Regions from separate parts of the Hordeum vulgare genome. Here region 2 is linked to region 1. A link is a contact called in public Hi-C data. All regions are on one chromosome and are shown on one strand. The core of a region is the stretch at or near the end of the contact, and the rest is flanking DNA. Distances in the headings are between cores, read along the strand shown. Region 1 holds the start of LOC123395778 (5-formyltetrahydrofolate cyclo-ligase-like protein COG0212). Region 2 holds the start of LOC123399600 (60S ribosomal protein L3).

Evidence for each region. A called contact is a pair of places that touch in the nucleus more often than the background predicts.
Region 2: a Hi-C map of seedling shows a contact between it and region 1, with 3 times the contacts expected there. The contact joins the promoter of LOC123399600 here to the promoter of LOC123395778 in region 1. A contact is called at or near these places in 3 of 6 Hi-C or Micro-C datasets (leaf and seedling) and 1 of 1 datasets of contacts at active chromatin or transcription factors (embryo).

The regions. Positions count from the first base shown.
Region 1 is chr5H:236,310,165-236,313,456 of MorexV3_pseudomolecules_assembly, reverse strand. It overlaps LOC123395778 (5-formyltetrahydrofolate cyclo-ligase-like protein COG0212), which reads left to right and starts at 1,609. Exons shown (of 7, transcript XM_045090808.1): 1 at 1,609-2,054. The coding sequence starts at 1,692.
Region 2 is chr5H:236,674,343-236,677,634 of MorexV3_pseudomolecules_assembly, reverse strand. LOC123399600 (60S ribosomal protein L3) reads left to right here and starts at 1,652. Exons shown (of 6, transcript XM_045093999.1): 1 at 1,652-1,747; 2 at 2,001-2,105; 3 at 2,558-2,668; 4 at 2,966-3,270. The coding sequence starts at 2,021.

The sequences.
Region 1 (3,292 bases), core at 360-2,859:
GAGGGCGAATAGGAATAGACGAATCGGGTGATGGCATCCGGTGGACGCGGACGGGGAAGATGGTCGCGGGTGTCGTCTTGTGGTTGTTCCGGCTCGAGCCCATTGGTGGAGAGGACAAGAACGATGCAACGAAGCTCATGGACATGATGGCTGGGCGAAACGATGGGCGGTGGTTGTGGTGTTTTGCGACGGCGCGCTCTGGCTCGTTCGGGCGGCTATGGGAGAGAGAGCAACGTGGAGGGGAGAGCTGCGGGTGAGAGAGAGAGAGAGGACACGTGAGTAGGTGGCGTGCTTAGAGGCAATGGGTAGGACACAAGCAAACAAGAGGTGGTGCGCGTGCTCAAGCGCGACGACCATGCGCCCAGTCCTACTGCCCCATGGAGGAAGACGACATGGGAGGCGCTGGGGGGCTGGGCCGCCACCTTGGCCGGGTGAGTCCTTTTCTCTCTCTGTTTTTCTTTTTCTTTTTCTTTTTCTATTTTCTGCAATTGTTTTTGATCAGATTGAAACACCAAATCAGTTTCTAAAATTCTAAGAATTTATATGCATGTTAGATGGATATAATCAAAGCTACACACTAAGTTTCAGAGTTATTGAAAATGTATTTCTTTTATAATAGAAATAAAGCCAATTCAAATACAATATGATTTAAATTCAACTGCCTAAAATATATTTTTAAAAATATTCTTAAATATTCGTTTGATATATAGTTCTTGCCAAAATTCTCAAAACCATTTGAAAGGCACTTTGGAAACGTTGAATGCAGTTTTATGGGGCTCTTTGCCCTTCTTTTAAAAAAAATTGAGGCCTCTAAAGATTCATGAATTCAATTTTGTAGAAGTCAACATGATGCAGGATCCTCACAAATACAACTAATTACAAGCATTATGTTAGGACTGTGGGATTGTCCACAAACGAATGCTGGATACAATATGATTTGAATTCAACTGCTAAAATATATTTTTAAAAATATTTTTAAATTTTTGGTTTGATATATAGTTCTTGCCAAAATTCTCAGAACCATTTGAAAGGCACTTTGTAAACGTTGAATGCAGTTTTTTGGGGCTCTTTGCCCTTCTTTTTTTAAAAAATTGAGGCCTCTAAAGATTCCTCAATTCAATTTTGTAGAATTCAACATGATGCTTGATCCTCACGAATACAACTAATTACAAGCATTATATTAGTACTATGGCAGTGTCCACAAACGAATGCAGGATACAATATGATTTAAATTCAACTGCATAAAATATATATTTTAATTGTTTTAAATTTTGGTTCGATAAATAGTTTTTGTTAAAATTCTCAGAATTATTTGAAAGGCATTCTGGAAACGTTGAATGCAGTTTTTTGGGGGCTCTTTGTCCTTTTTACATTTTGTCGAGGCTTCTAAAGATTCCTCAGTTCAATTTTCTACTAGAATTCAACACGATGCATGATCCTCACTAATACAACAATTTTTTTTTGAGACAACACTAATACAAGTAATTACAAGCATTACATTAGGACTGTTGCCGTTGAAGATGCCCTCGTAGGCTCGATGTAGTTAGTGGAGATGGCCCACGGCTCGTTCATCTGTTTCGCTGCGAGAGCGGTATGGGCGCGCATGCCAGCAGCACAACGAGAGTCCCAAGTGCACGTGTGCACGTGCTAACCATCCACAAGCACACACGCGAGTGGTGGTAGCGGAAGCCATGCCTCCCCTACTCCTCCCGGCCTCGCCGTCGTTATCGCTACACTCCGCCGCTGCCGCTGTCGCTGCGTCGTCCTCCCGCCGCGCCAGGGTCGCTGTGGCGTCCAGGAGCTCGTCGTCGTCGTCGTCGTCCTTGGACGAGTCCGCCTTCGAGGCCGAGCGGCTCCGCCTGGACGCCGACGCGCGGGCCTCGATGGCGACCACCGCCGCGGGGGCGCAGGCGGTGGCGGACCCGAGGGCGTGGAAGTGGAAGATACGAAAGCGGGTGTGGGACGTGCTGGAGGCCGAGGGCGTCGCGCGCAACCCCCGCCCCGTCCACCACCGCATCCCCAACTTCGATGGCGCCGCCGCCGCTGCCGATTCGGTTCGCTCTCTCCCTGTCTCCCTTTCGCTTCCCTCCACGGAGCCCCCCACCACGAAAACTAGCAGTCTATTGTTGTTGCTGTTACCAGCCGCGCATACGTCACATTACACAATTGGGGAGTGTTGTCTCTGTAAACCTGCGCCTGTTTAGTCGTCAGTTTAGTTTTCAGTTAGAGCAAATAAAACGGCTGCTGCACGAGCTTGTTTGTGCACTGGCCGATCCGTTGCTTTCGCTAGGTTAGTTAGCTGATAGTTAGCTGGTTTGCTAAGTTAGTTAGACAGGCCGCCGTGCGTGCATCGTGGGATGGCACGAGTTCATGCGAGCATGGCGGCATCGTGGGAGGTGGCGAGCGGGCGTGGGATGGCATGCCGTGAAGCTCGGATCACTACCCTGTTTTCCCTGTAATCAATAGCATAAATAACGAAGAAGAAACTTGCTGCCGCTGGCTGACAATTGGCATCAGAGCTAGCGTTCGCGCGGTTCCTGGAGCGCCATGGCCCGCAGCAACAAGGATGGAGAGGCAGTGGAGAAGGGGGAAGGGGGGGGGGGGGGCAAGTCGCCAACGAGGTCGCCGTCACGGACGCCGTCGACGCCACCGCGCAGAAGGAGCGTGATTCGGAGGGGCGGCAACGAGGTCGTCGTCCACGAGCGCGTGATCCGCGATGCCGGCGCAAGCTCCTACGTCGTCTACCCCACACTGACGTCAACCAACTACATCGAGTGGGCGCAGGTGATGAAAATCAACCTGCGCGCAGAGGGTCTCTGGGAGGCCATGTCCGGCATGGGAGAGCCGGGGGATCGCGAGGACATGGCGGCGCTGTCGGCACTAATCCGAGCAGTGCCACCGGAGCTGGTGCCCATCCTCGCCACCAAGGCCACCTCCGCAGAGGCGTGGGAGGCGGTCAAGCTGATGAAGATGGGGGTGCACCGCGCGCGCAACGCGACGGCACAGCTCCTCCGCTGGGAGTTCGAAGCGCTCGCGTTCAAGGACGGCGAGACGCTCGACAGCTTCGCCATCAGCGCCACGAACGTCGCCAACAATCTGCGATCCTTGGGTGACAAAGTGGAGGTAAAAATCGTAGAAAAGATCCTCAATGCCGTTCCCTCTAAATACTCACAGATAGCCTGCTCGTTCGAGACGCTGCTCGATCTCGAGGAGCTGTCCGTGGAGGAGCCGATCGGCCGCCTCACCTCTGCTGAAAAGCGGTACGGGGGCGGCTCCTCGGAGGGAGCAGGGT
Region 2 (3,292 bases), core at 403-2,902, 360 kb before region 1:
TTCCATGTCTCGCTTTGGATCCCCAGGATGTTTTTCACTGCCATGCGTGTATCGTCTGTAGTATTGGGGCTGAACACGAGCGCTGATTTCTCTGTATTAATACACTGGCCGGAGCAGCTCTCATACAGATCTAGGATTTCCTTCAACACTACCGTCTCCCTCGGTTCAGCTTTCATAAGTAGGACGGAGTCGTCAGCGAAGAATAGGTGTGACACCGTTGGAGTCGTGCTGCATATTTTCACCCCACTGATCCGCCCAGCGGCCTCCGCTTCTTGGAGGAGTGCCGACAGGCCTTCTGCGCAAATGACAAACAAATACGGCGATAGCGGGTCCCCTTGGCGAAGGCCTCTCGTCGGAGAAAACTGCTCAGTGAGATCCCCATTAACCTTAATTTGGTATCTTACAGTGGTAACGCAGCGCATGATAAGCTTTACCACCTCGTGGCTGAAGCCCAGTCTGGACAACATGGCCTCCAAGAAACTCCACTCGACCCGATCATACGCCTTGCTCATATCCGCCTTGACCGCCGCAAATCCTTCTTTCCCCTTGGTCTTGTGAAGGAGATAGTCTGAAATCTCATATGAGATCAGCACATTATCGGTGATAAGTCTGCCAGGTACAAAGGCACTCTGATTGTCAGATATAATCTCTGGCAGGATCATTTTCATCCGGTTCGCGATTACCTTGGACACCAATTTATAAACCACGTTGCACAAGCTGATGGGGCGCAAGTCCTTAATCCTGGTCGGTGATTTAACTTTGGGAATCAGAACAATAAGGGTGTCATTCCACCCTTCTGGGATTGCGCCGCCATTAAGCACTGTTAAGACTTCCTCCACTACTTGATCCCCCATGAGGTGCCAGTTGCGCTTGTACACAACGGAGGGCATACCATCCGGGCCAGGTGCCTTCAGGTCTCCTATGTGATCAAGGGCAACTTTGATCTCCTCCTTAGTGAATGCAGCCGACATGAGGGTGTTCATCGCGAGTGTTACCCGAGGCTGCACCTTGCGCAGGAGATCCTCCATATGCCCCCCCACCGTTGTAGTGAATAAGTCCTGAAAAAAGGAGCACACATAATTGGTTAGCTCTGCCCCCTCCTGCACTACCGATCCATCCTCCCTCCTGAGCCCCTTAATTTTGTTTTTCTTCCTCCTCGCTGAAGCCACCGCCATGAAATATTTTGTGTTTCTATTCCCATCCTTGAGCCAAGCAACATGGGACCGCTGTTTTGCTTTGATATGTTGCTTCTCCTCCAAGTCATGCACAACACCCCGTAGCCTCCCCTCTTCTCGGACATTCGACTCGGATACTCGTGCGCACATACATCTCTCCAGCTTAGCCTGTGCCTTTTTCAGTCTTCCTGCTCTCTCCCCTACTTCCTCCTTATGCCAAGCCCGCATCTTGATAGCCACTTTCCTCAGATATTTTGTTTTAGTGAGTCATCCAAATCCAAACACGCCCCAAGTGATCACACACATATTTTGTTTTTTGAGTGGAAGTGATCACACACATGAAGAATGCCCATTGGGTTCCAGCCCAGCCCAAATTTAGTACGGATGGGTCGTTTACTCAGCCGGAAAAGCCTGACCGCACCCAGCCCACGAAGCCCGGCATTCCCTCCCGTCGGACCCAAGCCAAACCCTCGCATTCCGCAGCGATATATAAATAGCAGCACTAGGGTTACCCGCTTCGCCTTCTGCACACAGCCGCCGCCGCCGCCGCCGCCGCCGCCGCTCTACCGCAGGTGAGCACGCGCTACGATCTCTTCGCCGATCGCTTGTCGAAGTCTCGTCGTCTAGATTTTCGTTTCTCCGTAAACCCGCAGATGCGGAGCCCATTACTTTTGTGTAGTTCCTTCGCGGATGCCATATTCTCCTGCTGTTCTAGCGTTCAGCGTTGAGCGACATGGGACTCCGTCGCGTTTGGTCTTTGCAGTTTGCGGCTCTAATGGTTGTAGATCTAATGGTATCGGTATCTGGCTGTTTCTGGCATTGCAGGTAAGGAAGGAGCAGCGGCGATGTCGCACCGCAAGTTTGAGCACCCGAGGCACGGTTCCCTCGGCTTCCTCCCCAGGAAGCGCTGCTCGCGTCACCGTGGAAAGGGTACGCAGTCCAAGTATCACTTGCATTAGAGCACCTATTCCATGGCGCCCCGTTTCTTTCCATGCTGATGTAGTTGAGCGTGGTTTTCACATATAGCCTATAGTCTTATCTCATTGTGCTTGTATATGGTTGTTTGATTCAGATGTCCTCTCTTCTGTTTATTCTAGACCCCCCCCCCCCCCCCCCCCCCCCTATATTGGAACCTGTAAATAGTAGCAAATGTTGCTTCACACCTTTCCAGAATTGCATTGCGATCTTCTGTAGTGTGATCCAGTATTTCCCCTTGAATACGGTCTTAAAAATCCTTTGCACATCTATTCTTTGTTCAAATAAGGCAATTCTGTTAGAAATTGTTGTTACCTTGTACTAGTAACTACTTGTTTCTTCCGTGTGCAGTTCAGTGAATACTTATCTTATTTATCCGCCTCACTTGTTTATTTTCTCTTATGCAGTGAAGTCCTTCCCCAAGGATGACCAACAGAAGCCGTGCCACCTCACTGCCTTCCTGGGCTACAAGGCTGGAATGACCCACATTGTTCGTGAGGTCGAGAAGCCTGGATCCAGTATGTCTAACCATTCCGTTAAGCCGATCATGGTTGTTTGATTACTGAAACATGATTTATGCATAGGAACAATTCTAGTTTTTGTAAATAACACAGTTGCATGACCAGCTGGAAGCAATAGTCAGGTAGATACTTGCTAGCTTGTTATTTAGTTTATCATGCTGACCTAGTACTTCCATGTTATATTTGCCAACCGAAGTTATCTTCTGTAAATAGGGCCCTGCATGTTATATTTGCTTGATTGTTTGCTCTTGTTGATTCTTAAGTATTGCATATGGTTGTTGGTACATTGTGCAGAGCTCCACAAGAAGGAAACCTGTGAGGCTGTTACCATCATTGAGACCCCTCCTCTTGTCATTGTTGGTCTTGTGGCATATGTGAAGACCCCTCGTGGCCTTCGCACTCTCAACTCTGTCTGGGCTCAGCACCTTAGCGAAGATGTGAGGAGAAGGTTCTACAAGAACTGGTGCAAGAGCAAGAAGAAGGCCTTCACAAAGTACGCCCTCAAGTATGACAGTGATGCAGGCAAGAAGGAAATCCAGTTGCAGCTTGAGAAAATGAAGAAGTATGCTACTATTGTCCGTGTTATTGCCCATACTCAGGTGTGATTGCCATTCCCCTATT